Linked DNA regions of Mus musculus: region 2 is linked to region 1. Evidence: chromatin contacts called from public promoter capture Hi-C data. All regions are on one chromosome and are shown on one strand. Each heading gives the region's core, a stretch centred on a gene start, on an enhancer-like site or on the middle of the called end of the contact. The rest is flanking DNA. Distances are from core to core; before and after follow the strand shown. Region 1 holds the start of C2 (complement component 2 (within H-2S)). Region 2 holds the start of Abhd16a (abhydrolase domain containing 16A).

Evidence for each region. Promoter capture Hi-C pulls out the DNA fragments that hold promoters and counts their contacts.
Region 2: a promoter capture Hi-C map of liver shows a contact between it and region 1, with 2.4 times the contacts expected there. The contact joins the promoter of Abhd16a here to the promoter of C2 in region 1. A contact is called at or near these places in 7 of 39 promoter capture datasets (the C10 cell line, the HPC-7 cell line, cranial neural crest and 4 more), 3 of 484 Hi-C or Micro-C datasets (embryonic stem cells and liver), 1 of 115 datasets of contacts at active chromatin or transcription factors (craniofacial prominence) and 3 of 9 other capture datasets (adipose tissue, liver and pancreatic islet).

The regions. Positions count from the first base shown.
Region 1 is chr17:34,880,631-34,884,094 of GRCm38.p6, forward strand. It overlaps C2 (complement component 2 (within H-2S)), which reads right to left and starts at 1,470. Exons shown (of 18, transcript NM_013484.2): 1 at 1,320-1,470; 2 at 942-1,166. The coding sequence starts at 1,365.
Region 2 is chr17:35,087,651-35,090,763 of GRCm38.p6, forward strand. Abhd16a (abhydrolase domain containing 16A) reads left to right here and starts at 1,641. Exons shown (of 20, transcript NM_178592.3): 1 at 1,641-1,806; 2 at 2,719-2,775. The coding sequence starts at 1,675.

The sequences.
Region 1 (3,464 bases), core at 220-2,719:
CCCAAAGAAATCCCCAAAGTAGACTGAAACCTAAGATTATGGTTTTAGAGGTGTCTCAGCGGGTAAGAGCCCTGACTGCTCTTCCAGAGGTCCTGAGTTCAAATCCCAGCAACCACGTGGTGGCTCACAACCACCTGTAATGGGGATCCAATGCACTCTTCTGGTATGTCTGAGGACAGCTACAATGTCTACTCATATAAATAAATAAATAAATAAATACATAAATACATAAATAAATAAACAAACAAACAAACAAATAAATCTTTTTTTAAAAAGATTACAGTTTTAAGCAGTTGGTCGAATACTGTCAACTTAAAACAGTTCAACTTCCTTGATTAATAAATAGCTGTTAAGGGCTCTGGTCACCCCAGTATCTCACCAACAACATTTGTGGTTTTAGGGTGCTCTGAGGCACTTAGCATCCATTTAGAATGGTCAAATAATCCTACAGTTAATTTTAGCTAAAAAAAAACAACAACAAAAAACAAACAAAAAAAAAAAAAAAAAACAATGTCTTCTTAAGTTGAGAGCGGACTTTCCTGGTTTGTTTGTTTGTTTGATGGTTGGTCTGGGTTTGTGGTTTTCTGAGGGCCTTTGTTGGTGTGGGTTGTGTGTTTTTGGAGATAGGTCTCTGGCCCTGGGTGGTCTAGAACTCACTATGTAGACCAGGTTGCCTCCCTCCCTCTCCTCCCTCCCTTTGCCTCCCAAGTGCTGGAATTTAAGGTGAGTCACCACCACACCAGGCTTTCTGCAGTATTTTGACTCTGTGTGTGTGTGTGTGTGTGTGTGTGTGTGTGTGTCTGTCTGTCTCTCTCTTTCTCTCTCTCTCTCTCTCTCTCTCTCTCTCTCTCTCTCTCTCTCTTCCTGGAGAACCCACTGCTAATAAGCTCTGGCTGACACTGGTGGGCACTCTCCAAAGCCCAAAGTCCAAAGGGACTCACGTTTGCAGACTGCTTTAACCATCCGAGAGGATCGCAGGGTGTGATGTGAGCTAGACCTTGGTGTCAGCCACTGTCCGTTGCTCTGACATTTCCTCCAGGCTGGGGACGGGTACCTGCCCAGGGGGCAGGAGTAGATGAGGAGGCTCCCAGGGGCCCAGCCATGGCTGAGGGTGAAATTACCACCGGTGATATTGACATTCTGGTTGCAGAAGAGAGCAGCCAGGCCTGCGGGTGTGGGAAAGAACCGGGAGAAAGGAAAAACCAGGCCAGATGAGAGAGAGGCAAGAAGAGGCTATCTGTCCCTTTGACTTGTGAACTGGACCTGGCAGCACCTGCTACACCTACAGGGCCCCAATAACCCCTTTCCCAGCCTCCTACCTGGGCCCAGCTGCAGCAGGTAGAAGAGAGCCAGCAGAGGGGCCATGGTCTCCAGGACAGTAGAACGGAGAGCTAGGGGAGAGGAAAAGTCATCTGACTTCCCCGAGATCGGAAAAGACAGCGCTCGCTCGCTCGCTCGCTAGAGGGGAGTGGCGGGGAGTGGCAAGGGGATGGTACCAGGGGAAAAAGAGAGAGAAACCCGCCAGGGATTCTGAACTCAGCTTTGGGGCAGGACCTTTGCCCCAACACACACACACACACACACACACTGAAGCAAGCATATTTGGCCTTGTGTGGCTTGCATTAAGCACACAAGCCCTGCAAAACGTTTTATTTATTTTGTTTCACGTCTTTTTTTGGAGTTTGCCACATGCATTGGGGTCCACTGGGTCTTCCCCAGAATAGCTTCTGAGGACTTGAAACTGATGTTCCTAGAACTTCTTGGCGTATAGGAAGATTCACATTCTTTCCTGGGTCCTTCCCTGAAAATAAGATAAAAAGAAAGCCAACAGTTATTTGGAAAGTTGGAAAGAATTCTTAGAGGAAAAAAAAAAATTATTGGAACAACCAGCAGATTAAATGTCCAAGCTGCAAAAGATAAGAGTAAAAAAATTGGGGGTTGGTATTCAGAAGAATAAACAGCATTTTGAAGTTTGAGATACACTTTTATTTATTGAAAAAAAAAAGAACTCTTTTCATACAATATATTTTGATCATGTTTTTTCCCTCTGAGACAGGATCTCACATAACCTAGATGGACTTAGAATTTCTAAGTAGCTGAAACTGGCCTTGAGTCCTTATCCTCCTGCTTCTGTCCCCCAAGTTTGAAGATTCTAAACACTGTTTATCACACTGGCCTCCCAGCTATGGGGATTTTGTTTGTTTGTTTGTTTGTTTGTTTGTTGCTTTAAAGACAAGGTCTTACTATGTAGCTCTGGCTGTCCTGGAATTTCTCTGTAGCCCAGGCTAGCCTCTGCCTCCCACATGCACAGGCCTGGCCCAGCCATGAAGAATTTAACCTGATATATCAGCCTCTTTGTGCCTCCCAAGCCTCTGGACGCAGTTACTTTCCTTGTTACTATAACAAGATCAGGGGGAGCACCCTCCTAGGCTCACTGCCACCCCAAGAAAACCTGTCAGATCAGCAACAAAAATACCATGGGTTTCTATTTCTGGGCTCTGTGTGTGTGTGTGTGTGTGTGTGTGTGTGTGTGTGTGTGTGTGCCTCACTAATCATGGGTGTAATTTCTCAGACCCCTTCCATCTTTTGTGTGAGATGGGGGTCTCTCACTGATTCAGAATTTTGCCAAGTGAACAGTCTAACTGACCAGCGAGCTTCAGGGACCTGCCTGTCTCTGCTCCCCAGCAATCACTGCGATTACAATACTGCACCCGGCCTTTTTAACGTGGGTTCTAGGGTATTCACACAGGAATCTCACTTGCACAACAAGCATTTTGTGAACCCAGTCATCTACCCAGTCCCCATCTCCTTGAGACTGAGTTTGAAACCAGTGCTAGCCTCAAACTTGCTGTGGAGCGGAGGCAGGGCTTGACTTCCTGATCCTCCTGCCTCCACCTTCCAACTTCTGCTTTACTGCCACCCTGAGGAAGCACTTTTCACACACACAGCTCTTGGAGCCTTGGAAAGGACAATGTCAGGCTTCTGGTTCCTCCAGGCCACCTTCCCCAGAGGCTTCCCTGTAAGCCCAGACACTAGGGTCCTCACAGACCCTCCTGACATTGGACCAGCTTCCCAAGACATAAACAAAAAGCTGAGAGTTTGGTTCTTGGGCCTCCCTAGAACTAGAAGGTCTGTCCTTGTCCTGCTGTGAGGAGACACATCCCTCTCCCTCTCAGGCAACGCCTAAACCTCTAGAGACCCCTAACACTATGTGTGCACATAACCATATGTGGGCGTATGTCTGCACATGCACAGCTCTCCCTCACTGCAGCAACTCTAACCCCCTCCCCCCCAGGATCTCCACATTCCCGAGGGCCATTGGGGCTCTCTTGACACATAGGGGGAAGGCTGCCGGTATGACATGGGTGAGAGGGTGGTGACCACGGGCAAGCAGAGAAAGGATACGTGTTACAACTGCCCACACCTGCTCTGTTCTGGATTTACCCAACAGCCCCCTCTTCCCT
Region 2 (3,113 bases), core at 391-2,890, 210 kb after region 1:
CCATCCGTAATGAGATCTGGCGCCCTCCTCTGGTGTGTCTGAAGACAGCTACAGTGTACTTACATGTAATAAATAAATAAATAATTAATTAAAAAAAAAAGAGTGACCACTGACAAGCACATGACAGAATCAATACGAGGCTGCCTTAAAATCTCCTCTGCCAATGGCATTAATCCAAAACTCTCAGACATGCAGGCTGTGTACATATATGGATACACACACAAATGTAACTTTACAAAAGGGGAAGGGATTCGGTGTGGTAGTGATGCATGCCTTTACTCCTAGCACTTTAAGATTTATTTCTACATATATAAGTACTCCATCTGCTTGTATATCTGCATGCCAGAAGAGGGGATCAGATCGTAAGCCACCATGTGGTTGCTGAGAATTGTATGTAGGACATCTCGAAAAGCAGCCAGAGCCCTTTACCACCAATCCTAGCACTTTGAACAAGGTTTCTCTATATAGCCCTGAGTGGCCTGGAACTCACTACATACGTAGACTAGGGTGGCCTGGAACTCAAGAGGCCAATCTGTCAACACACCCATCTCTCTCTGTCTCTCAAGTGCTGGGATTAAAAGCATGTGGCACTACATCGGGCAGATTACTTCTTTCAAAAACTTAAAAAAAAAAAAAAAAGATTCTTGGGTTAGAGAGATGGCTCAGTGGTTAAGAGCACTGACTGCTCTTCCAGAGATCCTAAGTTCAAGTCCCAGCAGCAACCACATGGTGGCTCACAACCATCTGTAATGAGATCAGACGCCCTCTTCTGGTGTGTCTGAAAACAGCTACAGTGTATTCATATACATAAAATAAAAAAAAATTTAAATAGAATTCTTCAGAAGAATCCTGCTATTTCTTCTAATGGATACATCCCTAGATCTGTGTGTGTGTGTGTGTGTGTGTGTGTGTGTGTAACCCAGGGCTTTCAGCATGTTAAGCAAAGTTTTCTATACTTGAGCTACAAATCCAGACACTAGCCTCTTTTCTTGAAGTTCTTGTCAAATGCTCCTACTCTCACCCAGTGATCGTTCCAGAACATGCTGACATTAAGGGATAGGGTTTAAAAAAAAAAAAAAAGTGAAGCCAGGCGTGGTAGTGCACGCCTTTAATCCCAGCACTGGGGAGGCAGAGGCAGGTAGATTTCTGAGTTCGAGGCCAGCCTGGTCTACAGAGTGAGTTCCAGGACAGCCAGGGCTACACAGAGAAACCCTGTCTCGAAAAACCAAAAAAAAAATGTGGGGGCTGGAGAAATGCTCAGCGGTTAAGAGCATTGACTGCGCTTCCGAAGATCATGAGTTCAAATCCCAGCAACCACATGGTGGTTCACAACCATCTGTAATGAGATCTGATGCCCTCTTCTGGTGTGTCTCTAGACAGTAACAGTGTACTCACATAATAAATAAAGAAATCTTTAAAAAAAAAAAAGTAACCACCTGGGGCATTCATTTTCTTAAGTTTCTCTATTCAGAACAGCTCTAACTAACTGTAGACCGTCGCCCACTGCGCTGAACACTCCTCTCGTGGCGAGAACGTCAGGCTGGACCCTGCCACGGGGCGAGCGGATACGTGCTGACGTCACGCACGCACACAGGCACGCACGCAGCGCCCAGGAGACTACGGGCGGGGCCGGCGGGGACCTGAGGCCGAGGGACAGCGGCCCGAGCCGGGGCTATGGCGAAGCTCCTGAGCTGCGTCCTCGGCCCCCGGCTCTACAAGATCTACCGGGAGAGGGACACGGACCGGGCCGCGTCCAGCGTCCCCGAGACTCCCACTGCCGTCCCCGCCGCCTCGTCCAGCTCCTGGGTGAGTCGGGTTCCCCCCGGCGGAGAGCATGGTATGGTCCAGACCGCGCTGCGCTGCGCTCGCCCGGCGCGCCCACTGTGGGAAACGGGGGAGCCCGCTTGTCAAGTGGCGGTCGCGCACGCAGTCCGCCTGCGGGCGCTTCCCGGCCCCCTCCCAGTCACGCAGGGCCCAGCCGCCGCCTCTCTTTACGGCTTTGGAGGAACTCTTCCTCACACCCACCACCACGCTTGCTTTTTTTTTTCCCCCTCCGCGTCCCCCGAATGGCTGGTCCCAGTTGAGTTTGGAGTCCCCTGCGCGCACTGGCTTTTGCCCACCTACTCCCAATTTCTCCCAGGATCTGTTGACTTTCTCTTTAACCTGACTTTTCAGTTTCAAAAATGACTTCATGTCATGTATTTACTTGTGCGCCTTGTGCCCCCAAACCTAGCCTGAAAACCAGGGTCTTGCATTCAGGGTGGTAGTTTGCTCTCCAAAATGTTTTTGTTTTTATTGGTTGCAAATTATGTTTAGGAGGCTTTCCGAAGTGCCCACACTTAGCGACATTTTTCCCGGAATCGACTTACATCAAATGCTATTCCTTCCCTCTTAGAATTGTCATGGAGTCTCTCATTTTCAATTTTACTCCTCTCCCCATAGTGACACAATCATATCTGTATGGAGTTTCAGGGGAAAAAAAGGACCGGTTTTCCAAATGCTGCTTTCACTTTTGCTTCCAAGCCTAGCACCCCGTGATTGCTTTCAGGGTGAGGGGTGAAATGTCAGGGGGGGGGAGTTGAAGCTTCAGCAGAAACAGGAGTATCCCAGGAGAAATGGCCACAGAGGCTAGAACCAGGTGACACAGGTTAGGGCTTCTGGAAGGGAGGAAGGGCCTGTCAGCTGGCAAGGTCCTTAACAGGCCATCTGTTTTGGCAGGATACGTATTATCAGCCTCGGGCCCTGGAGAAACATGCAGACAGCATCCTGGCACTGGTAAGTCAGTCCCAGCATCTGCCAGTCAAACCCAGCCCTGGAGAAGGCAACACCCCAGGAGGTGAGGGGTGCTCTGGGCCCTGTACAGCAGAGCTTGCACAGAGGACCAGCGTATCCCAAGTGCCTACCGTTGGCATTCTCCCTTAGGAAGTCCCCTTTGTGTACCATAAGCTTTTTCCAGAGCAGTTTGAGCCCTAAGGATAACAAATTTACCTTTGGGATCGGCTGCAGGTCTCTGAGTCTTGCAGTCCCTAGTGACCTATCCTCCCTGGCAACTAACTTCTGTGGCTGCAGAGACAGCTGTTCTCCCTGGCAGAGTTCCTATGGTGATGTTCTCA